Regions from separate parts of the Rattus norvegicus genome. Here region 1 is linked to region 2. A link is a contact called in public Hi-C data. All regions are on one chromosome and are shown on one strand. Each heading gives the region's core, a stretch centred on a gene start, on an enhancer-like site or on the middle of the called end of the contact. The rest is flanking DNA. Distances are from core to core; before and after follow the strand shown. Region 1 holds the start of Plrg1 (pleiotropic regulator 1). Region 2 holds the start of Map9 (microtubule-associated protein 9).

What was found. A called contact is a pair of places that touch in the nucleus more often than the background predicts.
Region 1: a Hi-C map of kidney shows a contact between it and region 2, with 3 times the contacts expected there. The contact joins the promoter of Plrg1 here to the promoter of Map9 in region 2. A contact is called at or near these places in 2 of 12 Hi-C or Micro-C datasets (the A7r5 cell line and kidney).

The regions. Positions count from the first base shown.
Region 1 is chr2:170,704,471-170,709,447 of GRCr8, forward strand. It overlaps Plrg1 (pleiotropic regulator 1), which reads left to right and starts at 1,718. Exons shown (of 15, transcript NM_021757.2): 1 at 1,718-1,819; 2 at 2,809-2,915; 3 at 4,358-4,500. The coding sequence starts at 1,811.
Region 2 is chr2:170,004,722-170,009,225 of GRCr8, forward strand. Map9 (microtubule-associated protein 9) reads left to right here and starts at 2,026. Exons shown (of 14, transcript NM_001135716.1): 1 at 2,026-2,212; 2 at 3,022-3,112; 3 at 3,834-3,918. The coding sequence starts at 3,038.

The DNA of each region.
Region 1 (4,977 bases), core at 468-2,967, 700 kb after region 2:
CAAGGGTACGACAATTGAAGGAAATTGAACACATTTGCATTGCTGAATGAAAAAGCAGCTTGGTCAATGAAGAAAGGCTTTCCTTAAAATCTGCACGATCATTTTCACACAAACGAATGTAGCATTCATATCTATATCTATCAAAATTTAGTCATGCTTGCTTAAAGAAAAAAAATCCTCTGCGCACAAATGAAGAGCCATAGTGACATCTACTGTCTATATAAGGCGGCTCGCAATGGCGACATCTACAGTCTATATCTTAGCCAGCCAGCACAGGGTTTTATTTTTAAAGATATGTCCATCTTACTCTTTTTGTTTGTTCTTTTGTTTTTTCCTCTGCGTAGTTCTGGTCCCAGCTGTCCTGGAACGCAGAAATCAGACTACCTCTGCCAGTACTGGGATTAAAGGCATGTGCCAACACCTCTGGGCTAGAATTCTTAACCAGCCAAAGATCCTGGATCTCTTCAAAAACAAGGAAATAGGAGGAGGGAGGCCATAGCAAACAAGAAGAACACAGGTTCCTATGTGAACAAGAAATCTGCCTACGATATATGTGATTTATGGATCTCATAACTAGATAATAGGGTCACTTAAGGTCCTTATTAAGCCAAGAAGGTAATTTTCACATGGGTGACATAATTCGAGAGTTATAAGAAAAGCAAAACCTAGTGTGGTTACCTCTAAGATGGCTGTTGTGAGCCTTGTCCATAAGTTGTGTTCAGGATGACTATCTAACAAGTTTAATGAGAGCTGTCTAGTAGTCATATTAACATAGATATGTTAAGGTCTTTCTAACATTTCCTTAGTGTTTTGTGATTTAAAATGTTCTTTTCTAGGTTATTAATATTTTCTTGCAAAGTATACAAACGTTGACCACTTTTACAGAAAATAAGATCCTTTGACTAAACTCACATTTAAATTTAGAAATGCCTACTTGTGGGCTAGCTACAAAGACGGCTCAGGAGTTAAGGCTCAAACTAAAAGGACGGAAATGACTGTTTTCAGGCTAAAAATGCGACCTTCATGTTTTCATGAATTAAAATATTTGAATTTGAGTGAATAATTATGAATTAAAATATTTGAATTTGAATGAGAGCACTGGCTCACATTGCTATACCTGCGCTACATTTTCACCCTTCTCAAAGTATTCGCAGTACTCTCTGAGGACGGGATCATTGAACTTAATCACAGTTCAGGAAGATGCACAATCAGTGAAAATGCCTTATTTAAGATCACAAATAGCAACTACATCAATATAGAAAACACTTGGAAACGATCGAACGTAAGCCACAGATTTTATCTGGGTGAAACACAAAACGTCAACAGTTTAGCATCAGGTCAAATAAAGTAAAAACAACTTAAGTTCCCAATGGTTTCTGAAAAACGGCTTGCTTAGAATCTCTAAGCAGCACTTAGCTTCCGGAAACAAGTACCTCCCCTAAACAGGGCTTTAAGGCCCGCGCTCCCTTCGCTCCGGCTGGAAGCTCCGCCCTCAGCCAGGGGACTCCGCCCAGTTCCGCCGAGACCCGCCCCTCCCCGCCCCAAACCCCGCCCAGTCCCGCCCAGCAGCTGCCTAGATCCTACTCTTCGCCACGAGTCTCCGCGCAACTCCGCCTAGCTTCCGCCCTCCACCGCTAGACTCCACCCCTCGACCCCTGCGCGGCGGGTTGCCAATACGCATGCGCGGTTGGCGTCACGTCCGGCGACAGGCCCCAATCTCCGGAAGGAGCGGCAGAATAGTGGCGGCGATTTCTGCGTCGAGCATTTGGAGTTTCTTCGCTGCTGAACGGGTAGACTAAACGGCGGCGACATGGTGGAGGTAAAGTAACGCTCGGGCACTCGGGAGTCGTTTGTCTTTGGAGCTTTGCCCACGGAAGTAGGATGAAAGTACTGGGAATCTGGGGAAGCGAACTGTAGCCAAAACTGGTGGTCTTGGGCTGTCGGGGTGGGAGGAAGGCCGATGACATCCCGAATCCGAGGTTCAGTCGGCGGGAAGCCTGAAGGAATCTTGCAGTCGGTGTGTTGTTGGCATCTGGCCCTTTCCTGGGAGGCGGGGCTTCTGATGCTCCCACCTTGGCTGGGATGCTAGTCCGTGCTGTCTTGTCAGTTTCACAGTTATTTCATCTCTACCCCATTAAAGCTTGCCGTGCTTGATTTTGTTTGTTCTTGCGTATCCCAAACGTTTCTTATTCCCACCCACTGCGTTCCAGATCCACTGCAGTCCTCCTAATCTAGCCCAACATCTTTTGCCTGGACGAATTCTATAGCTTCCAAGTGCTTACGATTAACGAACACATTGAAGGAATGTAGTTCAGTGCTGCTTTCTGTCCCAGTGTTAAATGTTGGTGATGGCAGAGGCCTAAACCCCACCGACCTTCGGAACCCACACTCCCGCAGCATTCACAACTGCTGCAGTTCTGAATTATATGAACGTCTTCGCAGTGGCATCTCCCAGAGCTTGCACTGTTTGAACCTCTATTCTTTGTAAGGCTGTCTCCCTCTCTGCTTACCTGTCACCAGAGAGAACCTTTCTTGATTATATCTAGCAATTCTTTTTTCCCCTCTGAGTCACCCCATCGAACCCTCCAAAATGTGGAATTATTTTGCTTATTTTTGTGTGTTGTCTCTTGAACTCTGACCAGACAGGAGCTTTCTCATCTTTGTTGTTGGCTGCTGTAGTTTGTCACAGTTACTGAGGAGTGTTAGCCTTTATGTATTTAGCATGTAAAGTGCGTAATGAATCTAATGTTGATTAGAGCGTATGGGTCTCTTCTAGCTAGATGTGTGATCTTGATTGTCTCTTTACAGGAGGTACAGAAGCATTCTGTGCACACACTAGTGTTCAGGTCATTGAAGAGGACCCATGACATGTTTGTGGCTGATAATGGAAAACCTGTGCCTTTGGATGAAGAGAGGTAAGTTCTATTCCTTTTCAGTTGCTAAAGTATTTTATATTGATAGAAGAGCGCAAAGTGACAGAGAGGAGGTGACTTTGAAAGGTCTTAAAAATGCAGACACAGGATACTTGGGCAGTAGCGAGTGTCTTTTCATCATAATACAAATAGCATTAACTCATTTTGCTTATTTTTGTGTGTTGTCTCTTGAGCTCTGGCCAGACAGACAATAACTCTTGTCTATTTTAAAAATCTAATTATAGTTTACAGATACCCAGTGTGATGATTTGAAAGAGAATGGCCTCCATAGTTTCATGTATTTAAATGCTTGGTCTCTGTTGGTGGAACTGTTTTGGAAGGGTTAGAGGAGGTGTGTCATTGGGGATAAGCTGTAAGATTTCAGAAACCTACACCATTCCCAGTTAGCTCCCCTATCTATTGCTCCTTTTCTCCCCCCCTCTTTCCTCCCTTACCTCCCTCCCTCCCCCAACAACCCCCACATCATGCTTGTGAATCAGACGTAAGCGCTCAGCTGCTGCTCCAATACCATGCTTGCCTGTCTGCTCTCATGCTCCCTACTCTGATGGTCAAGGACTCTAGCCTCTTAAACCATGACCCCCAAATTAATACTTTCTTCTCTAAATTACCTCAATTATGGTGTTTGCCACAGCAATAGAAAAGTAGCTAGTACCCAGTAATTAGGGGCATTCCTGTCACGTTATCGTATTTCTAGTGCATCACTTTGTGCATGCTTTTAGCTTCCTGCTCTCAGACTCTCGTTGTGCTGAAATTGTTCTTGGCCAGTATCTCTTCTCCCATCTGTGCTCCTTGGTACAGTGAAGACTTCTAAGTGGCATACTCTTGGTTCTCACCAATCCTAGTCTGGGATTGTGTTGTATGCAGTGCCTTTCTCTGTCCTTTGCTTTTTCTTTATAATCTACTTAATTCCCCTCATTTGCATTTATATTTAATTTTTAAGGTGGATTATCTTTTTAAGTAATATAAGTACATTTATCTTTAAAATGCAGAGCTAATTTAGTGCTTTCATTGGGTCTGACTTTTTAGATTACTAATAAAGGTGTCTATACAAATTTTACTATATTCAGACATTTAAAGGTTTTTTTTAAAAGATATATTAGTTTATGTATGTCTTTAATTTACTTGGACCCTTGAGACCTCATTGAAAAAGGTTTTGTGTTTATTCAGCTGCAAACTATGGTCCTGCTTTGGATTAAATGACTACTGTATGGTAGATTGTGAGGTAAAGTAAATACATATGGTATAGAAATACATTTTGAAATTTCATATTTGTTAAAATACTAGTTAACTTGAAAAACATCCTGGATCTGTGAGTTGGAATACAGTATCTCTTTCTGTACTTGTGTTCTGCTAACTGAATATTTTCATTGGTGATGTGTTTCTAATATTTAAGGATGCATTTCATGTTTATGATTTTTAAATAGTCACAAGCGGAAAATGGCAATCAAGCTTCGTAATGAGTATGGCCCTGTGCTGCATATGCCTACTTCAAAAGAGAATCTTAAGGAGAAGGGACCTCAAAACGCACCAGATTCATATCCTCATAAGCAGTATCCTGCCAATCAAGGTGAAAACCATGAGGTTTACAAGTGGAGTTTTAAAATAGAAAACGTTTCCTTAGTGCCTCACTGTGGGGGGACTGCTTATTTGTTGTTGCTATGGTGGAAGTTTTGATGAACTCATCGGAGTAGTAATTAAGATGCTTAGGTGATGACTTTTACTAGAAAGCAGAATGTATGATTATGGTTCTTAGGAGGTAGACAAGATTACAGTGGAGTCTACAGGGAAAAACTGAAGTTGATTCCTAACCTGTGGGGAGACCATCTGTGAGGTCTTTATTTTGGAAAGATGAAATTATAATGAACAAAGAGAATCTAATATTCCATGTGCAACTATTTACTGTGAAGAAAGCTAGAGTAGGTTGTCAGTTGGGGGGGGGGGGTCCTGTTCCCAGCATGGCTCGGTGGAAGCACATGATCTGCCTGTTAACAGTTTACAGGCAGAACCATCAACTCCCTGCCTTTCTGAGGCTTCTGTAGAGGTG
Region 2 (4,504 bases), core at 776-3,275:
AGACTCCGATGTCCCTTTGGGAGTTCCTCCCTGGTCACAGTGCATTCACCCAACAATTCTGCAACTGTCATTGTACTGTTATCTGAACTCAGCCTTCATCCCTCAAGAGCTATGGGACTCATGTTACAGCACACCATCCAGTGCCCATAGAGAGCTTTTTAGTTTTCATCTGATGATAATTGTGAGCACAGACCCTTTGTTCCTTTTAAATTTGTATCTGATCTCTAACCTGTACCATAAGCAACAGAACTACAAATAGCTTCCTGCTATGTGAGGATAAAAAAGGTCACATCTCAGTTTGTCAAATGCAAATGGGTCTTCTTTTACCCTATATCCTGCCCAAACACATGCCTGCATGCACATGTGTGCTTGCAAGTACACACACACACACACACACACACACACACACACACACACGCCAAAGAGGCAATAAAAGCTGAGCAAACACCCACAGTGGATTATCTTGAGCACTAGCTAAAGGCAGCTACTGTGCTTAGCCACTCAAAACCATGGTTAGGGGTCCATCTACTAGACTAGGGGTCCACCCTTCTCTCCTATACTCCTTACTCAGACACGCATCTGTAACAACTGAAATGCTGCCAGGAAGAACTTTCTTTAGAGCCTCTCAGTTTGTGCTTGTGGAGAATAATCATCCGAAGTCATTCCCATGGTGTGCAACTATGCCCTATCGGTAGCTGGGAACTCGGTGTTCTCTATCATTGATGTTGTTGTAAGTTTATTTCCATAAGTCATGCCTAAATTCAACTTATATCAGTCAAGTGGATACCAAATGAATACAGCCCTTACACATTATCCAAAATTGGTTCTTCCCATTTGGGTACCTGCTGTTGGTACAGGGGCTTTAACAGAATTGTGAATGTTAATAAAATGTAGGACAGAAAATTTAACAGTAACTGGTAAAAATGGGGAGTCTTTTCCTTATGCATATATTCACTTAGAGATAGTTAAAACAATTTAGTTAAGCAAAACAAATTTACCGAACAAGTTGAAAAGCGTAAACTGAGCTTTTAAAAGGAGTTACTGCAAATATTACTTAGAAACCATTTTCTCACTAAACTTCATATTTATTTTTCTGTATTTAAAATTTCTACGTGCTTATTTATTAAATCAAGTTGTCAGTGTTATTTTTTTTAAAAAGAAATATTGCGGAGGTATGGAAACGAGCAGGTTTAGTTATAGTGAATGAATTGATTTTGACATACTTTTTTCGAGTTAAAATAGTTAAAATCTGTGTAACTTTAAAAGTTTAAGTGTTTTGTGAATTAATATTAACGATAATTAAATGACAACGATATTGATTCTTTCAGCAGTACTTCTCGCCTGTTTTTTTTTTTTTATTTTGCTGACTGATTTTTAACCCGTTTATCAGCTAAATATAGAAAGGGGAAACTTTCCATCAAAGATGCGAAACAGGCTCTGGGCTGAGTGCATATGGGATATTTTAGCACATATAATCCCTCCCCAGAGCATACCTGCCCCGCCCCGGGGAACTGCATCAGTTGCAAGAAACGCTCATGTGTAATATTAACTGAATGCAATTCTAAATATTTCCCAATATTTCGCTACATATTACATTCATTATCCACCGCAATCCTTTAAGGAGGCAGTCCTATAATTATTAGCTTCTTATCAAAGCATAGAGACCTTAATTTGCATGTGCCAAGAATCAAACATGCAGTTTGACTCCGATGATTGCAAACGTCAGTACTACGTCATTCTGTCGGCTCTGCTGACACTGCACCGACTCACAGATTCCACGTCCTAACTAACAAAAGGAAATTTTGCATCGTGGCCACGCAATACCTGCCTATATGGATGGATCTTAACTGAGCAGGAGCAATCAATGCAGGAGCATTGTGGCGTGATGGCAGAGGGCCGGTCCTGTTTCCTAGGCAACAGCCATTGCAAATAAGCTGATAGGGCACTGCGCTCCCAACACCTACACCGGTGATGTCACTTCCTTGGTCTGTGCGGTTGTCCCAGCGACGCAGGCGGAAAGGCGGTGTTGGGTACCCAAGAGACCAGTCGGTTGGAAGTCACTTCCTCCCGGGGACGCTGTTGCCTGGCAACCGCCTTCCGCCTCCATCTTTTGCCCCGCCTCCAGCTTATTCCGATACCTGGTTTCCCAGACCGTGAGGCCCGGGCCGGGGGCGACACCTATGCTAGACCATAGCCGCTGGATTCTCAGGTGGTCACAGGGGCCGGGGTGCACGGGGAGCGGGGTGGATGCAGGAGGCGCGAGCTGTGGTACGTGGAGGAGTCCGGGGACCGCGCTGGGTGTGCGCGGGCCTGGCGCGTGCTGGGCCGGGAGCCGCGCGGAGCCGGCCGGGGACGCGGACGCCACCTGGCCAGCCCGGGGCGCTCTGGGCGGTGGCCGGAGATCCAAATGGGCCTCGGACGTCGCGCGCTAGAAACAGAGACTTTAATGCAGCCTGATGTGATGCAACTCAGTGCGGAGATGTTGTTGTTGTGTGTGGAAGAGCCAACAAATGGCTTGGGAAAATGTCGCTGCTGCTGACTGTGGCTAAGCATTGTTTTGAATACTGTTATATGCTAGCTGTTTCCGGGGCTGGGAACCTTGACATTCCTCTTGGTTGCATCTTGAAATAAGTCATTGTGGCATCCGCAATGCTATATGTTTTTAATAATGGAAAGGTGAAATCGTTTGGCAAAGTTTTGGTGATTATGTATTTCATTCATCCTTAAAATAGTTGTTGAACAGTAACTTCCTTATGCGTTTTCTTTTCGTGAAAACAGATTGGTGTGAGAATTTTATGTCCTTAACAAAAACCACTGTTACATTTTTAGGTGAACATATTGGGCAGTGTTTAAAGCGATTTCTCTTTATTTGGCCTGGGGTTGGGGGAGCACTAATGCCAGGAATAGAGTACCCCAGTCATGCATAAAGGTCTAATTCTTTTAAATATTTATGTGTAAATTTCAGCCACCATCCTAGATTGAATGAATTGTTTCAATTATTTATTAACTGTTGTATAAAAGAGAAAAAGGATACACTATGTCGGATGAAATCTTCAGCACAACTTTGGCATATACCAAGAGTCCAAAAGCTACTAAGAGAACTTCTTTTCAGGTAAAACATGGCAAACCATTTGGTTTTGTCTATGCCTCTATTCAGCACTTGCTGGTTCTCACAGGATCTGGCATGAAGCAGGAGGACTTCTTGTTTCTCTAAGTGTGTTGTAGGTCATCTGTCAACTTTGGGCTCTAGTATTAAAACACCCCTCTGTGAGACCCTGTCTCCAATATTTGCTTTTAAGTTGAAAGCCACAGAGCGACTTCAGAGCTTGTCTCTCTAAATTTCGGTTTTCTATCGTAAGCATCACAAGGACTTACTGTGCCAACCTTGCACCCAGCTTTTGCTCGTGTTTGCCATATCGATTATGCCCATCTTTGCAATATACGTAAAAGACCCAGTGGTAGGCTGTGTGCCTGACGTGCTTGTCAAACCCAAGCACTTACCTCCCTCAAAATGTACACTCTAACAATGTCAGTTTCTAATAAATCCAATCTCAATCGATGCCCCTAGCATTCATTAGCATTTAGCGCAGATTGTAACCTGCGGTTAATTTATCTAATACTAGTAGTCACTTCCTGTTTAGGAATCCCAGAGGAGATGGCTCAATTTTGCACTAAGTCTGATGGGTATATTGTACCGCATAGGCTTAGAGTAAAGTTAGGTGATTGAAACTTAAGTGTGAATGCGGAATAATCGAGTAATATTTGTTTAAAGGTCTCTTCTAAGTGTGAAACTCTGCTTGAACGGGAATTGACATTACTGATCTCATTTACAGGATGAGCTGATCAGAGCAATTACAGCCCGGTCAGCCAGGCAGAGAAGTTCCGAATACTCGGATGACTTCGACAGTGATGAGATTGGTATGTAAGAGGATAGACAAATGAGCCATTTCCCTGTGTTTTGCTTCCTTAGTCACATTTCACCTATCCCCTAGCCTCTCTTGATATATCACTGCCTATGAATTCCCTAGTTTCAGAATTCTATGTGTCCAATGAGTAAGGATGCCACTCTTAATTTTCAAGACGCAAATTACCTCTGCTTATTTATGAATGTGAATTCAAAAGTATGACTAGGTCTACAGTAAAATGCTACTCTAGGACTAAGCTAATCCTGGAGTTCACAGGATTGGTGCTTATGTACTGCGTTTGTAATACAGACCAGATTAGGGGCAGTGATAGTGGCTATGGTAACTAATTTTCTCTGCTGGTATAAAACATCGTGAGCAAAAGTGACTTACAGATAAAGAGTTCATTTCAGTTGACAGTTCAAAGTGATGTGAGTCCACCACAGAGGTGGACATGGCAGAAATTGGATGGCTTGGTGGCAGGAGCAGGAAGCTAAGATTCCTGCAACACACACAGCAGAAAGAGACCTGGAATTGAATCAAGGCTGTGAAGACTCAAAGCCCACCACCAGAGACATACTTCATTCACAAGCCAGTACCTC